Linked DNA regions of Sus scrofa: regions 1, 2 and 3 are each linked to region 4. The links are chromatin contacts, called in public Hi-C and HiChIP or PLAC-seq maps. All regions are on one chromosome and are shown on one strand. The core of a region is the stretch at or near the end of the contact, and the rest is flanking DNA. Distances in the headings are between cores, read along the strand shown. Region 1 overlaps NUP160 (nuclear pore complex protein Nup160). Region 2 holds the start of NUP160 (nuclear pore complex protein Nup160). Region 3 overlaps MTCH2 (mitochondrial carrier homolog 2). Region 4 holds the start of AGBL2 (cytosolic carboxypeptidase 2).

What was found. Hi-C and Micro-C count contacts between places; a contact is called where the count stands out from the background. HiChIP or PLAC-seq counts read pairs in DNA pulled down with a chosen protein or histone mark.
Region 1: a Hi-C map of alveolar macrophages shows a contact between it and region 4, with 1.5 times the contacts expected there. The contact joins the enhancer-like site here to the promoter of AGBL2 in region 4. A contact is called at or near these places in 1 of 5 promoter capture datasets (fetal liver) and 5 of 47 Hi-C or Micro-C datasets (alveolar macrophages, embryonic fibroblasts, epiblast stem cells and 2 more).
Region 2: an H3K27ac HiChIP or PLAC-seq map of alveolar macrophages shows a contact between it and region 4. The contact joins the promoter of NUP160 here to the promoter of AGBL2 in region 4. A contact is called at or near these places in 2 of 47 Hi-C or Micro-C datasets (embryonic fibroblasts and epiblast stem cells) and 1 of 2 datasets of contacts at active chromatin or transcription factors (alveolar macrophages).
Region 3: a Hi-C map of liver shows a contact between it and region 4, with 2.5 times the contacts expected there. The contact joins the enhancer-like site here to the promoter of AGBL2 in region 4. A contact is called at or near these places in 1 of 5 promoter capture datasets (liver), 2 of 47 Hi-C or Micro-C datasets (embryonic fibroblasts and liver) and 1 of 2 datasets of contacts at active chromatin or transcription factors (alveolar macrophages).

The regions. Positions count from the first base shown.
Region 1 is chr2:14,857,137-14,863,082 of Sscrofa11.1, forward strand. NUP160 (nuclear pore complex protein Nup160) reads left to right here. Exons shown (of 37, transcript XM_021085052.1): 9 at 36-113; 10 at 397-494; 11 at 3,564-3,648; 12 at 5,620-5,688. Among named protein-coding and RNA genes, the nearest start is that of NUP160, 20 kb to the left of the region's middle. Within about 2 kb of position 3,930, at least 2 of the 83 cell types and tissues checked have an H3K27ac peak or open chromatin away from gene starts, as enhancers often do. A contact at or near this core is called in alveolar macrophages, where this site is marked.
Region 2 is chr2:14,838,402-14,844,481 of Sscrofa11.1, forward strand. It overlaps NUP160 (nuclear pore complex protein Nup160), which reads left to right and starts at 1,655. Exons shown (of 37, transcript XM_021085052.1): 1 at 1,655-1,660; 2 at 2,091-2,412; 3 at 2,679-2,790. The coding sequence starts at 1,655.
Region 3 is chr2:14,999,341-15,005,234 of Sscrofa11.1, forward strand. It overlaps MTCH2 (mitochondrial carrier homolog 2), which reads left to right. Exons shown (of 13, transcript XM_003353877.5): 12 at 1,921-1,996; 13 at 4,367-5,874. The coding sequence ends at 4,453. Among named protein-coding and RNA genes, the nearest start is that of C1QTNF4, 17 kb to the right of the region's middle. Within about 2 kb of position 3,566, at least 3 of the 83 cell types and tissues checked have an H3K27ac peak or open chromatin away from gene starts, as enhancers often do. A contact at or near this core is called in liver, where this site is marked.
Region 4 is chr2:14,928,837-14,934,561 of Sscrofa11.1, forward strand. It overlaps AGBL2 (cytosolic carboxypeptidase 2), which reads left to right and starts at 4,352. Exons shown (of 15, transcript XM_021083073.1): 1 at 4,352-4,848; 2 at 5,012-5,126; 3 at 5,676-5,725. The coding sequence starts at 5,091. FNBP4 (formin-binding protein 4) reads left to right here. Exons shown (of 17, transcript XM_021083063.1): 16 at 852-1,009; 17 at 2,286-3,351. The coding sequence ends at 2,376.

The DNA of each region.
Region 1 (5,946 bases), core at 2,680-5,179, 72 kb before region 4:
TATTTCAAGTACTAAATTATCTCTTGTTTTAACAGTTCTGCGTTTTCCAGTTGGTGAGCACTGAGAACAGCCGCTATAGTCTAGATCACATTTCCTCACTTTTCACTTCTCAGGTAGGTTGAATCATCCTTTGCATATCACACAAGTACAAGAAAGAAGCATTGGCTGACTGATGTATGTTGTAGTGGGATTGAAATCTGAAGATGGAACATGTAATGAAATTTCATGCAAACAAAATTTCATTTGGATTGTACCAAGTTCATGTACTATCTTTTGTTTTCATGCTTCTTACCTTTCCTACTGACACAAATTTAGGTCACCATAAATTAGTACCTTCTCTTATTTTTACCTGTTTATTTGTTCGCCCCCGCCCCCACCCTCCACATTTCCTTCTAGGAGACACTGATTGACTTTGCCTTAACCTCTACGGATATCTGGGCCCTGTGGCATGATGCTGAGAACCAAACAATTGTGAAATACATCAACTTTGAACAGTAAGGGTCCCTTACCTCTGTCATCCTACCTTGCCCCAGGCAGTGTCATACTTAGAAAACAGTAGAGCTCTTTATGTAGAACCAAGGTCAAATGTTCTCACTTGAAAGATTCAGCCCCTGGCTTGCCTTTTTTCTGACAAACCTTCCTTTGCATTGTGTTGTTACCTTACGGTGTTAAGACAAAGTAAGGATTCTTAGAGTTGGAATGAGGTCAAAAAAATACCGTATTTCTTGGGAGAGATAGCACATATGCAAAATACTACTAATCTGCGTGTTTGCTTCTGAGCAAAGACTGATTCTGGCACCCACAACTTCCATAGAATACTGTAGCCCCTTTTGGGTCTCAATTTCCTCATCATAAGAAATAGATGGACGAGTAACATGCTTTTCAAACTTTTTTTAAAAGCAGAACACTGGAGTTCCTGTCATGGCTCAGCAGTTAGCAAACCCAGCTAGCATCCATGAGGATGTGGGTTCAAGCCCTGGCCTCCATCAGTGGGTTAAGGATCTGGCTTTGCCATGAGCTGTGGTGTAGGTCTCAGACATGGCTCAGATCCCCTGTTGCTGTGGCTGTGGTGTAGGCCAATGGCTACAGCTCCAATTGGACCCCTAACTGGGAACCTCCATATGCCTCAAGTTTGGCCCTAAAAAGACCATAAAAGGTGGGGGGCAGGAAACCCTTTTTTCTAAAAGATAATCAACTCTAATATGTAACAAACTCAACATTTTATTAGTTTAGAACAATATCACGGAGTTCCTATCATGGCTCAGTGGTTAATGAATTCAACTAGGAACCATGAGGTTTTGGTTTCGATACCTGGCCTCACTCATTGGGTTAAGGATCTGGCATTGCTGTGAGCTGTGGTGTAGGTCGCAGATTCAGCTTGGATCTGGCGTTGCTATGGCTCTGGTGTAGGCTGGTGGCTACATACCCCTAGCCTGGGAACCTCCATATGTGGCGGGCGCAGCCCTAGAAAAGACAATAAATAAATAAATAAATAAATAATAAAACAATAACAGTTTAACATGTTGGTAATCTCTAATATCAGCTATACTTGGTATCTGATATAACATGCATGGTATTTTAAAATTTTTTTCTTTTTTGGCCATACCCATAGCATGTGAAAGTTCTTGGGCCAGGGATCAAACCCATGCCACACCTGTGACCTGCATCGCAGCTGCAGCAATGTGGGATCCTTAACCCACACGAGAACTTCCCATTTAAAAACTTTAATAGTTACAAAATATATTTTAAAAATCAATTTTGGGAGTTCCCATCGTGGCGCAGTGGTTAACGAATCCGACTAGGAACCATGAGGTTGCGGGTTTGGTCCCTGCCCTTGCTCAGTGGGTTAAGGATCCGGCGTTGCTGTGAGCTGTGGTGTAGGTTGCAGACGCAGCTCAGATCCCACGTTGCTGCGGCTCTGGTGTAGGCCGGCGGCTACAGCTGTGATTCAACCCCTAGCCTGGGAACCTCCATATGCCACGGGAGCGGCCCAAGAAATAGCAAAAAGACAAAAAAAAAAAAAAAAAAAAATCAATTTTGAATCAAACACTTGCATAATCCCTGAAACACCTGTGGAATATTACCTGGAACAAAGCTTGACATCTCTGCAACTGCAGTTGACCATCAAATGAACAACATGGGTTTGAACTGCATGAGTCCTCTTAATACACAGGGTTTTTTCTTTTTCTTTCCTTTTTTTTTTTTTGTCTTTTTGCCTTTTCTAGGGCCACATCCTCGGCATGTGGATGTTCCCAGGCTAGGGGTCTAGTCGGAGTTGTAGCTGCCAACCTACGCCAGGGCCACAGCAACTTGGGATCCGAGCTGCGTCTATGACCTATACCACAGCTCGAGGCAACGCTGGTAACCCACTGAGCGAGGCCAGGGATCGAACCTGCAACCTCATGGTTCCTAGTTGGATTCATTAACCATTGTGCCACGACGGGAACTTCCAGGTTTTTTTCAGTAGGAAGTATCAACGTTACTATTTGGTTATGTGGTTGCTTAAATCTTCAGGTAGAAGAAGGCCAAGTAAAAGTTGTATATGGATTTTCAACTGCACAGAGGCTCGGCATCCCTGACCCCGAATTTTTCAAGAGTCAGCAGTAAACTAATTGAACCCAAGGGTCCCTCATGACCCTATATTCTAGAATAAAATTGTAGGAATATGGAGTTCCTGTCATGACTCAGCGGTTAATGAATCTGACTAGCATCCTTGAGGACACAGGTTCAATCCTTGACCTTGTTAAGTGGGTTAAGGATCCGGTGTTGCCATGAGCTGTGGTGTAGGTCGCAGATGTGGCTCGGATCCTGCGTTGCTATGGCGAAGGCCAGTAGTTACAGCTCTGATTCTACCCCTGCCCTAGGAACCTCCATATGCCGTGGGTGTGGCCCTAAAAAAAAAAAAAAAATGGTTGTTCCCACATTGGCCCTGAGCCACACCTTAGAAAACAGAGTACTCCTTGTAGACGGCATTCAAGCAAAGTGGGGTTTTTTTTTTTTTTTTTTTTTAAGAAAAAAAAAAGAATCTGAGATCAAGTGAGAGTTTGAATCCTGATTGTACAACTTACTAGTTGTGAGACCCTAAACCTCACTTTCCATATCTTTGAAATGTGGTCATGCATCCTTTAAAGAGTTATCCTAAGGCACACGTGGGTAATATCCAGAACTGCACCTAGTGTAATGTCCAGTATATAGTAAATGCAGAATGAAGATTTTTTATTTGTAGATTTTTATTTAGAGTTTTAATTTCAGGGTACCTATTAGAAGAGGTGAGAGTGCTTCTGTAATCCAAGATCTTGTTTGTTTTTAGGAGGGTGGGGCTTGCTCGCGGCATGCCGAAGTTCTCAAGCCGGGCATCAAACCCAAGCCGAGGCAGTAACAATGCTGGTTCCTTAACCCACTGAACCACCAGGGAATTCGGAAACATTTGTAATAGAATTGACCAAGCAATAGTTGCAGAGATTCAGTGGTGGGACCCTCCTTGCCCAGATACTGTCAACAATAGAAGCTTCGTTTTTATTCATCATCTTTCAGTAGACTGATGGCTTTTTTTCTCTCTGTAGTAATGTTGCAGGTCAGTGGAATCCAGTTTTTATACAGCCTCTGCCAGAGGAAGAAATCATTATCAGAGATGATCAAGACCCCAGAGTAAGCAATGCTCAAGACTTTCATGTTTTGGAGGGTTTGTTATTTGTTTGTTTGTTTTAGGGCTGAACCTGTAGCAAATGGAGGTTCCCAGGCTAAGGTGGCATCAGAGCTATAACTGCCCGACCACTCCACAGCCACAGCAGCGCCAGATCCAAGTCGCATCTGCAACCTGTGCTGCAGCTTGCGGCAACACCAGATTCTCAACCTACTGAGCCAGGCCAGGGATCAAACCCACATCCTTGTGGATACTAGTCATGTTCTTCACCCCCCACCCCCCCAAGCCACAACAGGAACTCCAGCAATGCTCAAGTCTTGTGTAAGGATCTTACGTTAAGGAGGGTGAGCTACCCTGATCATTACTTTGAAAAGAACCAGTTAAATTAGCAGAACTCTTTCAGCTTCGGATAAAAGAAACCCATCTCAAACTGACTTAAGTTTGTTTTTTTTTTTTAGGGCCACACTTGGCATATGGAAATTACCAGGCTAGGGGTCGAATTGGAGCTATAGCTGCGAGCCACAGCCACAGCAACCTGGGATCCGAGCCACAGCTGCGACCTATACCACAGCTCATGGCAACACTGGAACCCTGACCCACTAAGCCAGGCCAGGGAACAAACCTGAATCCTCAAGGATACTAGCCGGATTCGTTTCCCCTCCACCACAGTGGGAATGCCAAACTGACTTAAGCTTAAAAGGAGAACATGCATCGGCCTGTGCAGCTGAGAAATTTAGTTACCTGTTTTCAGCCAAGGCTGGAACAGTGCCTTTGGGGCCTGATCTCTCCTTTTCTCCTGCTTTCCTCCTTGTTGGGTTTATTGTCCAAGGGAACTTGCCTTCTGTGAACTTAGCGGCCCCGGGGGAAAGAGAACACTTCTGTCCCAAGTCCTGGAGTTGACACTGGCCTGGCTTGATCAAGTGCTAATTCCTGACATAGTCCCTCTGGTCAGAAGGAATAGAACATTCTGGTTTGACATGAGAAACATGTCCAGCCTGGGCTTTACTATTGTGGAGGGTGAAGTCAGTTGAGTATGGGTAGGGGAGGAATGATTTTCCGGAGAGAGTTGAGGGATTTGCTAATAATGACAAAGGGGAAGTGGATTCTGGCCAGGCACGACAGTATACCACCCGTGGGAGTACACGCATGTAAACTAGAGATCAGATAAATTCTGATAGAGGTATGTGCTGTGAAGAACATAACTTTGTAAGGTAATACAGTAAATAGCAAAACAGGCCAATCTCCCAGTTTTTTAGGGACATCCTTAAGATAAATGAAAGAAATACATTTATGTATAATATCATAAATTTCAGGTATACAATATAATGATCTGTAATTTCTAAAGGTTATACTCCATTTGAATATTACTAAACTTAATCCCAAGAGTTTATTGATACTTCTGTTTAAAAGCCAAAACCGAATGCTAATTAATAAATTCTTGTTTTTCTGCCTACACCGCGTCTTCTACCTACACCACAGCTCAAAGTAACGCAAGATCCTTTAACCCTCTGAGCCAGGGATCAAACCCATGTCCTCATGGATATTAGTTGGGTTCATTTCCACTGAGCCACAATGGGTACTCCTTATATGTGAACCATAAAATGAGTTCTTTTGTGGATGGTGTAGACCCAGCTTAGTTTAATTATTCTCTTGTTTATCAGCTATAAACTAGATTCACCAGTAGATTGGCATTTGACAAATTGTGTTTTCCAGTGGAACCCATTGAAGTGCTCCATGAGAAACACACAATTTTCAGTGTAGTACATCTGGTTGATTCAAAGACACTGGAGGCTTCACTCTCAGCATGAAAATATGACTGCTCTACCACTTGCTGCTCAAATGCATCAGGTCAAAATTCCCATGTTCATGTAATAGAAATGCAGGCTTCGGTGCTAACGTGTTGAATTCTTTCTTGGGTTTTTCCAAATTTTATTTTTTTTAGAATGATACTAATTCTTACTTCAATGTTCTAACAGGAAATGTATTTGCGTAGTCTTTTTACACCAGGACGATTCACAAATGCAGCTTTATGTAAAGCTTTACAGGTAAGTAAGAAAATATTTAGTATTTATTTAAGACTATCTCTTATTTTATTACTATAATTACATAACCCATGATTACTGTTAATTTTTATTGTTTTGCATATACTAAACACCACACATTTTTGCAATCACATGTACATGTGTTTATAGATATGATTGTAAGTTTTTTTTTTAATGTTCTGTCCATTAAAATCAGACTCCCAGCAAGGAGATAAGATTGGGGGCACTTTTCCAATGACTAGTGAAGCATGCCAGTAGAAA
Region 2 (6,080 bases), core at 405-2,904, 93 kb before region 4:
TGTTTCCCCTGGCAATCACTGCCCCCGCCCCCAACCTCAGGTTACCTAGAAACTTTCCAAAAATGACTTCATTAACATAACATAGGATAGTCATCCTCTTATCACTAAGGGAATTACAAGAGTTTCAGGTTCTCTGTGACAGGAAGAGGGACAAAGACCAAATATAATGTTCTTATTATAAATTACCATCCCAAGGGATTCAATTGTGAGGGTGGAGCCCTCACGAAAAAGGGATTGGTGCCCTATTAAAAAAAGACCCTACAGGGAGTTTCCATCATGGCTCAGTGGGTTAAGAGTCTGACTAGTACCCATGAGAGTGCAGGTTCAATCCCTGACCTTGCTCAGTGGGTTTAAGGACCCACTTTATCCCATGAGCTGTGGTGCAGGTCGCAGATGCAGCTTGGATGTGGCACTGTTGCGGCTGTGGCGTAGGCCAGCAGCTGCAGCTCCAATTGGACCGCTAACTTGGGAACTTCCATATGCCACAGGTGCAACCATAAAAAAGCAAAAACAAACCAACAACAAAAAAAATCCCCACAATTTAAGGACACGGCACAAGAGATGGCTGTCTATAAATCAGGAAGCTGACTCTCACCTGACGCTGAATCTGCTGGTCTCTTGATTTTGGACTTCCCAGGCTCCAAAACTGTGTGCAGTACGTGTTAGCTGTTTAAGCCACCCAGCATATAGTATTTTGTGAAACAAGAAGAAACAAAATGTAAGTGGTGTTTAGGAACAGTTAGAGTGTATTTGTAAAATGGAGAGGCAGGGAGAACAACAGCAAAATAAGATCAACTGGAGTTGTTTCCATTATCTAAGAATGAAATGTGGAAGACTGTTGAGGAAAAGTATGAATGTAAAGGAAAGACAAGAGAATGTTCCTGATATCTATTGCTGGCTAACAAATTACCCCAAACTTAGTGACTTTTGACTCTCTCACCAGACATCTCTCACTTTAAGTAACTTGAGAGCCCTTCCATGTGGTCTCTCCCCATGATTCCTCCAGGATGGCAACCCCAGGATAGCTGAATTTATTAGATGGCTTCCCTCCTAGTTAGCACTCCAAGAGAGAAACAGACTCTGTTAAGGCTAGTCTGGGAGTTTCTGTCCTGGTGCAGCGGAAGCAAATATGAGCAGGAACCATGTGGTTTCCGGTTAGGTCCCTGGCCTCGCTCAGTGGGTTGAGGATCTGGCGTTCCCATGAGCTGTGGTGTCGCAGAGGCGGCTCGGATCTGGTGTTGCTGTGGCGGTGGCATAGGCTGGCGGCTACAGCTCCGATTGGACCCCTTGCCTGGGAACCTGCATGTGCCGTGGGTACGGCCCTAAAAAGGACAAAAGACCCAAAAAAAAAAAAAAAATTAAAAGGCTAATCTGGCACAGAGTCACTTCTGCTGTGTTCAATGAGTTACAGCAGTTACAGAGCCCTCCCAGATTCCAGAGGAAGGGACAAAGACCCACCTCCTGATGGGAAAAAGTCAAAGAATTTGTGGTCGTCTTTAATCTGTCATGTTGATACATGAGATTTAGACTAACTTTCCCCTTGAAGACTGGCATTTTCCTCCAAATCCAGCATCTACTCTGCCCTAAATGCAGGTAAAGCACAAGACCTTCCAAACAGATCACAAATGGAAGATAAAGGAAATTTCTTTCACGTATGCAAGTGAGTAGCATTTAGGGGCTTCAAGCAGGTAACTGCATCAATGTTTAATTAAACACATTATGCTTCATTATACAAGAACACACGAATACAGTCTCTCGAAAAAACCCAACACAAAAGGCCACTCTGCCCTTCACTCCGCCCCCAACCCACGTCGCTGAAAGGTGAAGAAAAGGAGACCAGGCGGAGATTCACTGAGTAACACGGGGAAGCAAGGAGAGGCGATCAAAAGCTCGAAATCCAGTAGATGGCGCCCATCTGCGTGGCCTCCTAGGACCTCGCCCCTCCCTGGAGGCTCTGCCCAGCCGCTGCCCGCGCCGGAGTTTTTAAAATGGAAACAAACCCGGCTCCGCCCCCTTCCCTGAGGCCGCCGGGAAAATGGCACCGCCCCTTGGGGCTTCCTCGCCGGACACGCAAAGGTTCCTGCAGGTAGATCCTGCAAGCTCCCCCTGCCTCCTCTCATCTGGCTTCCTCCTTGCCCACCCTGTCTCCGGCCAGCTCGGTGGAAGCCTCACAACGGTGGGTCGGACAGGCCCTAGACCTTTCCGGGTTTCTTCACCTGTCCGCATCTGTGCTTGCTCCGCCCCCGGAAGTGACGACAGCCGCCCGGCTGGGCTGGTGTCCCGTCAGGCCTCGCGGCGGCGGCGGCGGGAAGATGGCGGCGGCGGGAGCCATGGAACGGAGCTTCGTAGAGCTCAGCGGAGCTGAGCGCGAAAGGCCAAGGCACTTTCGGGAATTCGCAGTTTGCGACATTGGTACGGAAGCATCCAGTAGGGCTCGATGCAGCTCCTGCCCTCGGGATCTTCCCGTGGATCCCTAAATCTCTGTCCTCCAGTTCATCCTCCTGAGCCCACATGCCTCCAGCCCCGGATTCAGAGCTTCATTAGTGTTCTACTTCTTTCTCTTTTTTTCCCCTTTTTGCATGGATTTTCAGTCTGTCACCCTCTGCTTTCTCAGCGCCCTCAGTCCGTGTCATCCCCTGAGAACCACGTGTGCAAGGGTGACCACTCTTCTTTTGCAGGAACTGCAAATGCAGTGGCCGGAGCTGTGAAATACAGTGAGAGCGCGGGAGGCTTCTACTACGTGGAAAGTGGCAAGTTGTTCTCCGTCACCAGAAACAGGTTCATTCATTGGTAAGTGCTGTGTTTGTCAAATCTCCCGAAAGGGCGTTTTGTTCGGCGGCTGAATTTTCGTGACTGTTCCCAAGGTGTCGTTTATTCTCCGAAGTGGTTATAGACAGGAAAAGAGAAAGACTGTTTCCTATTGATATCTGAGTCAGTGGAAAATTAAGCAGGCACAGAGTTCTGGAAGAGGTGCCCTCCCTGGCAGCACTAAAAAGAAGAAATGTAGCTTCGAGGGTAAAGCCCCAAAGATCAGTTCTAAGCATGAAGCCGTTATATTTTTATAGTGCTTTAAGCTTCCTTCATTCTACAAATTAGTCTTGAGTTTTTACATGTCAAGCACTGCTAGGTGTTCTAGGAGTGCAGGGATGAACAAAAACAGTCTCCATTTTCATCCTGCAAGATATAGTAGTGTAAGAATAGATGTGGACACATCTTTCATGGGGCAGTTTTGAGAAGGAAAAAGACATTAAGCTGGAGTTCCCTTGTGGTGCGACAGGTTAAGGATCTGGCATTGTCACTGCAACAGCCCAAGTTGCTGCTGTGACACAGATTCTTTCCCTGGCCGGGGATCTTCTACATGCCTCAGGTGTGACCCCCAAAACGCCATTAAGCTAATGACCCCACATAAGTATGTAAATGAAGTTTTTCATACTTCCCTCAGAGGAAAAGTATGAGAAGCTAATGGGAAAATCAGATGTAATTGGCGTGTCTGGGAAGGCCTGAAGTAAGTCACATTTCATCTGAAGGAGGAAAGGTTAGCTAGGCATGGAGTTGGGAGAGAGAGCAGTTTAGCAAGTGGGATCACCAAATGGAGAGTCCACAAGGTGGAAAGAACTTGACAAATTTGAAGAACTGACTGAAGCTCTGTGCGGCATAAGTGCATTGGGCAAAATGGAAAGTGATATGAGTGATGCTGAGACTAGGGAGGTAAGCAGGACTCCGATCAAGAAGAACCCTCAGGTCCTTTTCAGGGATTTGGGATTTTTATCCTAAGTACATTGAGCAGTCATTGGAGAGTCTTAAAGTGTTACTAACATGGTCAAAGTCACACTTTAAAATAATCAGTCTACTTTGTGGAAAGTAGACTTGGATTGGATGGGTACAGTATGAAAGAAGAATTTGCTTTCATGGTGAACCAAGTAAGATATGCTGGTTGTGGGATTGGCTAGGGAAAGAGAATTAGATGGACTCAAGATACACGTGGAGTTCCTGACAGGCCCCCGGGTTCCCATGTGGCTTAGCAGGTTAAGTATCCAGCAGTTGTCACTGCTGTGGTGTGGGTTCATTCCCTGGCTCGGGAACATCCACATGCCTTGGGCGCAGCCAAAAGAAAAAAAAAAAGATACACTTAGAAAGTAGCTTCAGGAGTTCCCGTCGTGGTGCAGTGGTTAACGAATCCGACTAGGAACCATGAGGTTGAGGGTTCGGTCCCTGCCCTTGCTCAGTGGGTTAACGATCCAGCGTTGCCGTGAGCTGTGGTGTAGGTTGCAGACGCGGCTCGGATCCTGCGTTGCTGTGGCTCTGGTGTATGCCGGGGACTACAGCTCCGATTCGACCCCTAGCCTGGGAACCTCCATATGCCGCGGGAGCGGCCCAAAGAAATAGCAAAAAGACAAAAAAAAAAAAAAAAAAAAAGAAAGTAGCTTCATTAGGACCTGGTAGTGGACTGAATATGGGGTACAGAATGGTGAGGGAAAAAGGGAGCAAGGACAACTCCCTGGTTTCCCATATGACTAACCAGATACTGACATATGGAATATGGGTTTGGGAGAGATGTAAATAATTCTTTTAGGAGTTCCCGTCGTGGCACAGTGGTTAACGAATCCGACTAGGAACCATGAGGTTGCGGGTTCGGTCCCTGCCCTTGCTCAGTGGGTTAACGATCCGGCGTTGCCGTGAGCTGTGGTGTAGGTTACAGACGCGGCTCGGATCCCACGTTGCTGTGGCTCTGGCGTAGGCCGGTGGCTACAGCTCCAATTGCACCCCTAGCCTGGGAACCTCCATATGCAGTGGGAGCGGCCCAAGAAATAACAAAAAGACCAAAAAAAAAATAATAATAATAATTCTTTTAGACATACTATTGAAGTATCTGTGTAGTAGCTGTTTGACAATGTCCAGAAATCATTGAAATTTTCAGGCTTAGAAGAAAGACCTGTGTTAGAGATACAAAGCTCATTTACTTAAGAAATATTTTCGAGTGCCTGGTATGTTCCAGTCAATGTTTAGGACTGGGGACATAGCAGGAAACAAAGCAGACAGTTCCTCCTCTGGTGGAGGGGCAGGCAATCAACAACAAAAACCAAAAAACCCAATATAAGAGTTACCATCATGGCACAGCAGAAACAAATCCGACTAGGAACCATGAGGTTGTGGGTTTGATCCCTGGCCTCATTCAGTGGCTTAAGGATCCGGACGTTGCCATGAGCTGTGGTGTAAGTCTCAGATGCAGCTCGGATCCCATGTGGCTGTGGTGTAGGCCAGTGACTACAGCTCTGGTTAGACCCCAAACTGCCCTAAAAAAGACGAAAAGAAAAAAAAACCCAATATAGTTTGTCAGGGGATAAGTCGAATAGAGAACAGGGAAGCAAGGGAAGAAAAAGGGAATTATTATGTTTAGTGTTTCATGTAGGGTATTCAGGCAAGAGCCAGTGATAAGTTGACATTTGAGCAGAGAAAGTAAGAATATCTGCAGGATGAGAATTTTAGGTAGAACTTTCCAAGAAAAAGGTACAAAAAGTGCAAAAATTCTGAGACAGGAGCTTATGTGTTGTTTTCAGAGAATGGTAAGGAGCTATAAGACTGCAGCTGAGTGAATAAATGTTAGAGGAATAAGGCTGCCAAGGGCCGGATTAGGGCTTTGTCAGCTATTTTAAGGTTTTTGACTTTTACTCTGAGTGAGGTCGGAGGTTTTTAAATACAGAAATGGCATGGTATAAGCTGTAATTTTTTTCTTTTTCTTTTTATAGCCACACCAACATCATAGGGAAGTTCTTAGGCTAGGGGTCAGATCAGAGCTGAAACCACCAGCATATGCCACAGCCACATCCATCCACAGCCACTGGATCTGAACCACAGCTTGTGACAATGCCGGATCTTTATCCCACTGAACAAGGTCAGGGATCGAATCTGCATCCTCACAGAGCCTGTGTTAGATTCTTAACCCATGAGCCACAATGGGAACTCCTAAATTGTGTTTTTAAAAGGTTGCTTGGCTGCTGTGTTGAGAACAGTGTAGCAGGTAAAGACGGGAGCGGGAGACCAATTGGAGGTTGGTGTCACAATCCAGACAAAAAATGATG
Region 3 (5,894 bases), core at 2,316-4,815, 70 kb after region 4:
TATCCTTTTTTGGAATAAAGAAGGGCATAAATAATATTTCTCCTAGTGCTTGTAAATAATGTGCACTTGCCAGTTGTATAGATTCTTTTCTGAAAAGGATAGGATAATTATTGAATTACTTTATTTTTATTTTATATCTTTTTTTTGCTTTTTATGGTTGCACCTGCTGCACATGGAAGTTCCCAGGCTATGGGTTGAATTGGAACAGCCACAGTCACAGCCACACCAGATCTGAGCCACGTCTGCAACCTACATCACAGCTCATGACAACACAGATCCTTAACCCACTGAGCAAGGCCAGGGATCGAACCCGCGTCCTCCTGGATACCAGTGGGGTTTGTTATCACTGAGCCATGACGGGAACTCCCTTCACATTTTTCTTTTATTTTCAATCTTTTTTTTTAATGATTTTTATTTTTTTCATTATAGTTGATTACAGTGTTCTCTCAATTTCTACTGTACAGCAAAGTGATCCAGTCATACATACATACGTGTGTGTGTGTGTGTGTGTGTGTGTGTGTGTTCTTGTTCTCACATTATCCTCCATCATGTTCCATCATAAGTGACTGGTTATAGTTCCCTGTGCTGTTCAGCAGGATCTCATCGCTTATTTACTCCAAATGCAATAGTTTGCATCTATTAGCCCCAGACTCCTAGTCCATCCCACTCCCTTCTCCCCCCACCCCTTATTTTAAATCTTTATTTTCTCTTTTGTGAAAGTGTCAAAAAGCATGTCAGGGATTGAACAACAGCCCATACCAGTTTTTTACAGGGGCTTCATGGAGAAAGTTTTGGCTTTTTTTTGTTTTCTTTTGTTTTTTTGGCTGTGCTTGTGGCATGCTGAAGTTCCTGGGCCAGGTAGAGTTTTCCAGGCTAGGGGTCCAATCGGAGCTGTAGCCACCAGCCTACGCCAGAGCCACAGCAACGCCAGAACTGAGCCACGTCTGCGACCTACACCACAGCTCACAGCAACGCCAGATCCTTAACCCTCTGAGCGAGGCCAGGGATCGAACCTGCAACCTGTGGTTCCTAGTTGGATTCGTTAACCACTGAGCCATGACGGGAACTCCTTGCCTCTTGATTTAATTCAAAAGTCTGTTCCAATACAGTGACTGACACAGTATACCATTAGACATGTGACAGTTTTCAAACAAGATGCCAAATAGGTAGCTGGATAGAGTTTTGAGCACATACCACGTTATATTCTGTTGGTTTGGTGATTTGTGGAACACCTGCCACATTTTAGCCCAGAGCAGACTTGAAGGATAAGTTAGATGTATTACTGCTGTTTACAGTCTTATAGAGAGGAACTGATTATGGGTTATACCTGAGTAAGAGCTTGGAGCCCGCTTATATCCATGGTCACGTTTGGATCTTTTGAATACCACTTAGTTTTTAAATCATTTTTCCCTGCTCTTTCATCCTATAATTTCTGTGTTTTAGAACTTCATTTGTCCACAAATTAAAACGTAGATGTTTTTAAAAATACATGCTGGATTGAAAGTTCTGTTTATGTATTGATTCAAAACCTAAATATAAGGGAGGGAGAACCTTTTTGGGTTTTTTGGTTTTGTTTTAAATATTGATTTATTTTATTATTCAAGTAACACATAATCATGGCTGAAAATTTAGAAAATACAGAAAAGAGAAGAAAATGATAATATTTTTATTCAACACTGCAGAGACAGGCACTATAAATCATGTAGTGTGTCGGAACATATAACGTCGTATATGTATACAGGGGAGAAGCCTTTTGGATGCTCAGTCTTTCCCTTGCTCCAATAGAATTTGTTTCGTTAGAAGTTAAATTGCCTCTCAGGGAACCTTCTAGGTAGAATATTTTGACAAAAATTTATTGAACTCTTGAGAGAATGTTTTGTAACTATTACCTTCAATAGCTAATCTTTTTTTCTATTCCAGGCTTGCTGGTGGATCCCCTCCTTATTCCCCAATATATACTTCTTGGATAGATTGCTGGTGCATGCTACAAAAAGAGGTACTTCTCTGTTTCTCTCTCCCTCCCGCTCTCTCTCCCTGCTCCTCTTATTTTATTTTGGTTTTGTTTGTTTTCTTAAATGTCTCTGGAACCCCAGGTTAATTCTTGTAGGTCATCCTGTGGTTACCAATTAATGTATCTTTTACAGTGTTCCATGTGTCCCTCTGGCGTAGTAGTAAAATGTGTTGCTTAGAAATCATCAGAAGGGATAATAAAGAAATAAGAAATCCCTAGATGTGATCTAGAAACTATTCGATTTAGACGGTTCAGCATAGATCACATTCAAATTACAAATAAGTTCTGAGGAATCGGTTATCCTGATGTTAAAATGATGCCCTTGGAGTTCCCGTCGTGGCACAGTGGTTAATGAATCCGACTAGGAACCATTAAGTTGCGGGTGTCATCCCTGGCCTCGCTAAGTGGGTTAAGGATCCGGCATTGCCGTGAGCTGTGGTGTAGGTCGCAGACGTGGCTCGGATCCCGTGTTGCTGTGGCTCTGGCGTAGGCTGGTGGCTACAGCTCTGATTAGACCCCTAGCCTGGGAACCTCCATATGCCACGGGAGCGGCCCAAGAAAAGGCAAAAAGACACACACAAAAAAAGACATCCTCGATTTCAGATTATTTTTTCCAGCCTCACTTTTTTATAACTTCAGAATCTCCTAATATATTCAAGCATTTTCCTGTAGTATATAGAGAAACTGAGGAATAAGAAGTTATTTATGACATTATTTATCACAATGATGTTGATAGAGCTGATCTCTTACTTCTAGAGTCTTAATAGTAAATGACTTTCTTCAGGCTCCAATTTATTGTTTGTCATTGCTATGAAGTAAGTCATCTACAACCCACAATTCTTGATCGGTCTAGGCAAAGCTTTATCAGGAACCAAAACGATGAATGGCTGTATGCTAAATTTAATATGGAATCACCTAAAATGGCCCTCAGTTGAAAGCGGTTTTTGAGTGGGAAGCACTTTTTAAAGGACTGTAGGTAGAAGAAAGTGTATGAGGAAGCTCTTTGTTACATTGTATTATACCACTAATGACACATATGACAAAGGCCTTTGTTCACAGGGCTCAGGCTTCCCAGCCTGAACTTTGAATGGAAAGGCCTGCCAGCAGCTGGAGGGACTTTTGCTCATCATGCCCAGCAAGCCCCTCTCTGTACACAGGAAGGACATTTAAATGGGTGCTGGACACACCTAACAGCAACACTCTGGGTTTCCTTCTGAGTTTTACACTCTCTGTTGGACAGTCTCCTTTTGTGGTCCCCCTTTAAAAGTAAAGTGGTCCTTCTTTCCCAACTTTCTAACTAATCCCTCGCTGTGGAAAGAAAGCAGATAGAAAATTACTAGAGTATCTGATACCTTACCTAGGGAACAGTTGGTCCTTGAAGTGATTAAGACAACAGCATAGTTTGAGCATCTGCTGTATATCAGGCATCATGCTAAGAGCTTTTCATGTATCAGCTCAGGTAACCGTCAGAATAACCATGTGAGGGATGATACCGTTCTTGATGAGCCCACTTCACTTATGAAGAAACTGGGACTTTGAACGGTTATATAATGCCCATTGAGTAACCCAGGGTTACACAGCCTGTCTTTGGGAGAGTAGGATCTACATGCAGGCTCTCTGACTTGAGAGTCTCCTCCCTTAAGCTCACAACATTACTGCTTTAATTTTACAAGTTTTTAAGTATTCCCTAGGAACCAGACCGTTCCATTCAAAACAAATAAAAACTGGCACTTCCTGTGTGTTAGCACTGTTCTCCACACTTTGTATGTATTGACCAGTTTGATAACCCAGATAGCAAGCGGCAGAGCCAGAATCCAAACTGGGAATTCTGTTTAGATAAGTAAGAAATTCTTGCCTTGGAGTTCCTGCTGTGGCGCAGTGGTTAACGAATCCGACTAGGAACCATGAGGTTGCGGGTTCGATCCCTGCCCTTGCTCAGTGGGTTAACGATCCGGCGTTGCCGTGAGCTGTGGTGTAGGTTGCAGACGCGGCTCGGATCCCAAGTTGCTGTGGCTCTGGCGTAGGCCGGTGGCTACAGCTCCGATTCGACCCCTAGCCTGGGAACCTCCATATGCCGCGGGAGCGGCCCAAGAAATAGCAAAAAGACAAAAAAAAAAAAAAAAAAAAAAGAAATTCTTGCCTTAATCTGTGTGGTAAAAGCAGTTAGTTCCATGCAAACTCAGCTTGTGTCGGAGAATAGAAATTGCTACTCTGGTGATGGTCCCAGTTTTATCCGGGTCATTTTAGTCACGTCTCCCAGAAACATGTCCAGTTGGATGTCTCTGCTGATTTGGACTGGCTGACCTCATTTTCACACTAGACTTTATTTGTATTTATTTTATTTTTTTTTTCCAGGGAAATATGAGCCGAGGAAATAGCTTGTTTTTCCGGAAGGTCCCCTTTGGGAAGACTTATTGTTGTGACCTGAGAATGTTAATTTGAAGATGTGGGGCAGGGACAGTGACATTTCTATAGTCCCAGATGCACAGAATTATGGGAGAGAATGTTGATTTCTATACAGTGTGGTGCGCTTTTTTAATAATCATTTAATCTTGGGAAAATGGAGGTGTTTGTTGTCTGCCTTTTTTGTTCTTTTTTTCCAGTACAACATAATTAACTACTGAGATTCCCCCTTTAACTATTCTGAGATGGGACCTTTTTGCTCCAGACTATTTTACTTCAAGAAAAATGTTGCATTTACCTAAAGTTATAGGCAGGTCGTCCTGTGATTTGAGCCATAATTTAAGGCTTTTTAAAATGAAAAGTATAGTCCCAAGAAGAAAGAGAAATGGTTCTGTAAAACTTAAGAAAATTAATAAGGCAAACGATATGGGAGGTTATAAATTCCCTTTTCTTTTGTAGATCCTAAAAACTCAGCAGAATCCACCAGGATCTGCCTCCCATTCTATGCTTATTTGATTAACCTTGTCTCTCAAACTTCAAAAATGGACAATACACTGCTGACTTACCTTAGAAAATCTCCGCATGAGGCACCCATGCCTTTGGTCGTCTATTTATTGCAAAGCAGGAAATTGTCACCAACAACAGCAAAAAGTACAATTATAGAGAATAAGTAAGATTTGGGAAAGAAGCATAATGACTTTTTTTTTCCAAAAGCAATTCTTATTGTCGTAATACTATAGCATTAGCCCCCTTCTCTAAGAGCTAAGTCTTTGTCAGTCCGTAAATTACATCATTATACAGTTCTAATTGTATATAATCTTCAGTTTTTTATTTTGTTTCCTTTTTTGTTGCAGAAGGTGAGTAGTTTGTTTTTCATTCCTGATGACACCCTTGGAAGGTGTTCTTGTAACTTCATATCTGGTAATGCAGACAGACTTAAGTCCACAGGGTTTTAGGATATTTGACCTCCTCGCATGTCATACCCTCTGTTAGGCATGTTAACATTTGCAGGAGGGGGAAAAAAATCACTCTTGATGGAAATAAATTTCCACTCAAGCATAAAGCTCTTATTTACTCAGGCCTTTTAAAAGCAGGTTAAAATGCTCAAAAATGAGAAAGCATTTGGTTTCATTTATTTAAGTAATCCGCTGGGATGTTGCCAAATGAGTAAGCATTTAATTTGCTGTTTCTCAGAAGAATTTGCTACTTCCCTATCAAAGCAACAGCACCCACAACATTAGAGCATGCAGGGTCTCCTCCTTCCCCCAGGTTTAGGAATATAGCCTGAAGCTCATGGGTAGCTTACCTTGAAATGTCTTTGATGTCTCTGTCTCAAAAAGTAATGTAAATTTTATATTCTATTCAATTTTATCTGCATTTGTTTTAATATAAAAATGTTTTGCATTACCTACTTCTTTTCCCCAAAAAAATCTCCAAGTAAAGATGATCTAGGAAAATGTGCCATGTTTATTATCCTGTG
Region 4 (5,725 bases), core at 3,102-5,601:
ATGTTTTGATATGCCTCTTTGCTTTTTTCATATTTAATAGTTGTCTTTGACTTTGTTGCTCTTTTCAGAAGAGCTGGTCATTTCTTTTCGGTGCTGTTTTTCATTTTATATGAACACTGTCCATTCAGAATTGTACACTCTTAATTCTGAGGAGATAAGGGCAACAGTTTTGAATTCCATAGAATGAGGCCAAAGGAAATTTTTCTAACCTGATTTTATAAAATACTACATTTACACTTTTTAATTTTTAATCAGTTTTTAAGTGTATAGTCCTTAGGAATTTTTGGCAAGAACTTGGAATGGTATTTATTTCTGGTGTTTATGTTCCTTTGATTTTTTTTTAAATTTTTTTTATTAAAGCATAGTTAATTTACAGTGTTTTATCAGTTTCTGCTGTAGAGCATAGTGACCCAGTAATTCATGTATTCACACAGACACAAAACACACACACACCTTCTTTTCCATCATGTTCTATCTCAGTGATTGGATATAGTTCCCTGTGCTATTTACTATTTCTTTTTATTTTATTTTATTTGCTTTTTAGGGCCACACCAACGGCACATGGAGGTTCTCGGCTAGGGGTCTAATTGGAGCTGTAGCCACCGGCCTACACCACAGCCACAGCAACACTGGATCCTGAATGCACTGAACAAGGCCAGGGATCGAACCCGCAACCTCATGGTTCCTAGTCGGATTTGTTAACCACTGAGCCACAATGGGAACTCCACTCTTCCTTTGATTTTAAAGTTCGGTTATTCCTTAGAACTAAGGAAATCTCCTGATCTCATTTGCAGGATTCATTGCATTGTTTTATTTATTATATTCCATCTGACCTTTAACCTTTGTTACAGTCAAAGAAGAGTAAAACCAAAATGCCATCTCTGGTAAAGAAGTGGCAGAGTATCCAGCGTGAGTTAGATGAAGAGGAGAACTCCAGCTCCAGTGAGGAAGACCGGGAATCAACCGCACAGAAGCGAATTGAAGAATGGAAACAGCAGCAGTTGGTCAGGTAAAAGAAAAGAGACCACAGATGGAGCAGGTTGTGGTGGTCGTAGCTAGATAAATTTTACAAATTTACAGACATTTAAAATAAATAGAGGTCCCTTTGTGTGGCAGTGGGTTGAGGATCTGGCATTGCTGCAGGTGTGGCACAGGCTACAGTGATGAAATAGAAAACTATTTCAAGATGATGGGAAGTTACAAAGATCCTGTCATTACCTTAGGTTATTTTAGATTTATAAAAGGGTCCAAAGTATCCATTCTGGTAACTGCAAGGTAGAATCTGAGTTCAGTTTTTTCTTTTTCTTTTTTTTTTTTCTCTTTATGGTCACATGTTCTGCCTATGGAAGTTACCAGGCCAGGAGCCAAATTGGAGCTGTAGCTGCACACCTGTGCCATAGCCATGGCAACACCAGATCTGGGCCACATCTGCAACTTAGGCTGCAGCTTGCAGCAACACAGGATCCTTAACCCACTGAGTAAGGCCAAAGATCAAACCCACATCTTTGAGGACACAATGGGACCTCTTAGAATCTGAGTTTTACTCAGTTTTTAAATGATTGAATAAGCCATAAATGATCAGTCCTATTTATAACTGATCGAAAGAGAATCTGAAAAACATTAGGTCTGGAGTTTCCACCTTGGCACAGTGGGTTATTTATGATAGGTATGTTGAAGGTTAGATATATCTTCCTGTGAGTTAAAATGTATCAGTGACAGAGAATCATAACTCCTAGGGGCCAAGAAAGACTTTTACAAGAATGTTATGTGGAGTTCTCATGTGGCTCAGCAGGTGAAGAACCCTACTAGTATCCATGAGGATGCAGATTTGATCCCTGGCCTCACTCAGTGGGTTAAGGATCCAGAGTTGCCACAGTTACAGATGGGGCTTGGATCAGAGCTGTGGCTCTAACCAATAGCTACAGCTTCACTTTGACCCCTAGCCTAGAAACTTCTATATGCCACAGGCGAGGCCCTAAAAAGAAAGAAAAAAAGAATGTGTTGTATTCCTTCAGTATGGCTTTGTTACTGGGGAGGTATAAAAGTAAATAAGCACTAACATGAGTGAAACTAAACAGAAAGAGTGTTTTGTGTTTGGTTGACCCGTTTGAATTAAGATATTTGATGAAGAGTATGTTGCTACCTAGCTGAGAATCTTGAGATATTTTCGTAAGCTTAGATGTGATAGGTCAGCTTTTAGGTTTCAGTTAGTTTTTATTTGCTAGGAAATGAATAGTTCCATTCTTTTTTTTCCTAGTGAAGTAATTTGTATATTGTTTTCACAGTGGCATGGCAGAGAGAAATGCAAATTTTGAAGCCCTTCCTGAAGATTGGCGAGCAAGACTGAAGAGGAGGAAAATGGCTCCAAACACATAGTTTCTTAATTTCTTTTTAAATTTTTATTATTGATTTTTTTTTATATATCTATATTCAGTTCAGAGTCTTAACCAGTTTTACTGTTGTCAGTGAACTAGAAATGTTATGAGGGAGAGCATATGCATTTCCTGGGTAAGAGCATACACATACAAAATTCCCACATTCGTGAAGTGTAATTTCTCTATTTTGCTGAAAGGTGAGGTGACTGAATGCTTTGACCTGGCTGCCTTTATTCTTACACTGGCAAATTCAGCACGTTAGAGCCATTAACCTCATCAGTCTGAACATATGGCTCATGAATATGACACCTCTGTAGAGGACCCACTAAGGAAGAATGATTTTCCTGCCCAGTAGAGGCAATGTATTTCCTAGTGTGGCGCTCTCTCTCATTAACTTCTTCAGAACAAGTGCAATTAAGAAGGCAGCTCTGTATTCTACCTTGCTTAACTGGGATTATAGGAATCTCTTTCTGACCTCTTCCTCTAGTCTGCCATGCCTGAAGTGCTGAGTATAGCAGGTTGTTCACCTGGTACTAACAGATGGCCACACTCTTCAGAGTATTCTTTCCCACAGATTCTAGAACTTATAGCTCAGTCATTTCACATACTAGGTGACATTTAAATTTCAATATAGGCAGCAGCGGCAGCAGGTGTTCATGTCCTTGATTATGAGAATTTCCCCCTTACATATGTGGCAGTAAACGTAATAAGAGCCACTCCATGTATTAATGTGTTTCCATTTTCTTGACTTGGTCCAAAGTTCACCTCCCTTTTATGTGTGAATGTATTCTCCATAAAATTCCAGTATTTAAAAAGCAGTTTACTCTTCTGTACTTTCTATTGTATCACAATCAGGTAAAAGTCACTTTAAACTGAAGAAAAAGCAAATTGTGTTTTAAAGCTGTTTGTATTTCTCCAGTTTCTGACCTTGTAAATTTGTACATATGCACTAATAAAGCTTTTTTTATACTTCTGATTGGTTATCCTTTTGCTCCTGTTTTGATTATTACTCCATGATTATGTTAACCAAGACTTAAGTCAATTTTTTTATAATCAACTACAGTATAAGACATGGGCAGACATGTCCTGTCATGAAAAAAGAATGTCAAGATCTTGTCAAGAATGTCTAGATCTTGTTCAGGAGTTAGGGACAGGATTAGAAAAACAGTCCTCTAGTACCAAAAGGTACTGTATGACTTCAATTTTGGATCTTGTACTCTGTAATATTAACTGATATTTGGCCTACTTAAATCCTGGAAATGATGTAATGTGGCTAATAGTTTGAAAAAAAAATAAAGGTGCTTTATATTTTTTCCTCTGATTTCAAAAGTAATACTTATGGTTATAGTCATACCAAGTTAACCAAAGACAATAGTTAGAATTTTATTCCAATATATTTATATGCATGCAGTTGTCGGATCAGTGTTGTGTATGCTAGTGTGTTGTTTTTTATTTACCATTATGCAAATATTAGGGTGACCATTTTGTATATAGATTGTTTTTCTTGCAATTTGCAGAGAGCAAATTTCTGAAAATAAAGGCTATCAACTAGCCATTAAAGCTTTTGCTTTGCCTAACAGTTTTCCAAACTTCCAAGAATTGCTGCAGAGTACATACTTGTCTCTATCCTACCAGAATGGAGCATATTAACTTGTTTTTCAAGTCTAGCCAGGGGATGGAGAGCCTAGGAAGGTGGAAGGAGAGAGGAAGCCGCTCTCTTTGAGCAATACTTAACAGTTTCCCTAAAGCTAGCTAAGTAATAGCAACTAAGTTTGGAGTATGTTGAGCACTACTGGCGTTGTGTTTGCCCATTAATATACCTTCGAATACCCCGAAGCGGGTCTGCAGTATATTGTGCGAAACGAGGAATGAGGCTGAAACTGGTACCCCCGCCAAGTGATCGACTTCATCCGGGTTCCACACCTATTCCTTGGGGCCTCGCTCCCCGGAAGCGCCCAGCTGCCCCGCCCTCTCGCTTCCGCCTCGCGGTTGCTAGGCTACCCAGGCCCTTGCAGAAAGTTGTGGCAAGCGAGCAAGGCGAGCGCTTCGTCTTCGCCGAGCGCTGCGGTGCCTCCAGGCTCGCTCCGGCTCCTTTGCTGCTGCTGTTGGCGCCGCGCCCATCCCTGCTAGCCCGACTGGCTAGGGTAGCCAGTCTCCCCTGTCCCCTCCTAGGAAATCTCTACGCCCGCTCCCGCGCCTCTTCAGGAAACTGTCTTTCGCCACCTTCTCCCAGATAAGGAAACATTGAAACCCTGAATTCGTTTTAAGAGCCCACTCTCCCGACCCCTGATCTTTCTTTTCCATGTCCACAGAGACGACTCCGCCGGATCCCTCCATCCCTTTTTCTTAATCTTTCCTGCGGCGTCCTGGTGGTAGGCAGCTCCTTCTTAGGGAGAAGAAAGCAATGGGGCCGGCAGGAGTCCTGGGGCTTCGGGAGAAGGAGGCTTGAAGACAAGCCGCCCTTCCTCATCAGGTGCGCATTCAGGCCTCACGGTGGGCACCACCGGCTGGGTCCTTGTTTGAGGAGCGGGTGGGTTAGCAGAAAAGAGAGCAAGGCGACAGGGGGCGTGGACGTATTTCGAGTTTTTTCGGTTGTCCTCCTGTGGTTTTTTTAGCTTCATCTGTCTAATAATCAGGTGCCTTTTGGAAATTGGGCAAGGGTGTGGCTGGACGCCGTGTCACTGACTGGTCTTCAGCATACCATGTAGAAGTAACATGTTCCCAGCATTGGAAAAAGAGCCAAAGCCGAAGGTTAGTAATACCCCTCTCCAGAAACACCACAGAAATCCAGTACTAGATTAGAAAATATATCCTGGTGGCACCTTTTTCTGGCTGGAGATCTTGATCCCAAAGATGGAATAATATGCGTAAAGGTGTTTCACTTGGTTTGTTTACAGAAATTCTAGGTATAGTGTCCTCTGTAACAATGCTTCTGTACTTTGGTTAAGAGCCAGTATTATTATTTTTTTTTATTTATTTTTTGTCTTTTTAGGGCCGAACCTACAGCATATGGAGGTTCCCAGGCTAGGGGTCTAATCAGAGCTGCAGTTGCCAGCCTACACCACAACCACAGCAATACCAGATCTCAACCACCTCTACACCACAGCTCATGGCAACGCGAGATCCTTAACCCACTGAGCAAGGCCAGGGATCAAACCTGCAACCTCACAGTTCCCAGTCAGATTCGTTTCCACTGCACCACGACAGGAACTCCAAGAGTCAGTATTACTCTTATGACAGACTATTATGCTTGTTATTATGAAAGCTCTTTCCTGATTGAGATGGTCTTTCATTTTACAGACTCTTCCTGATCCCTATGAAGATTTTATGTACCATCACCTCCAGTACTA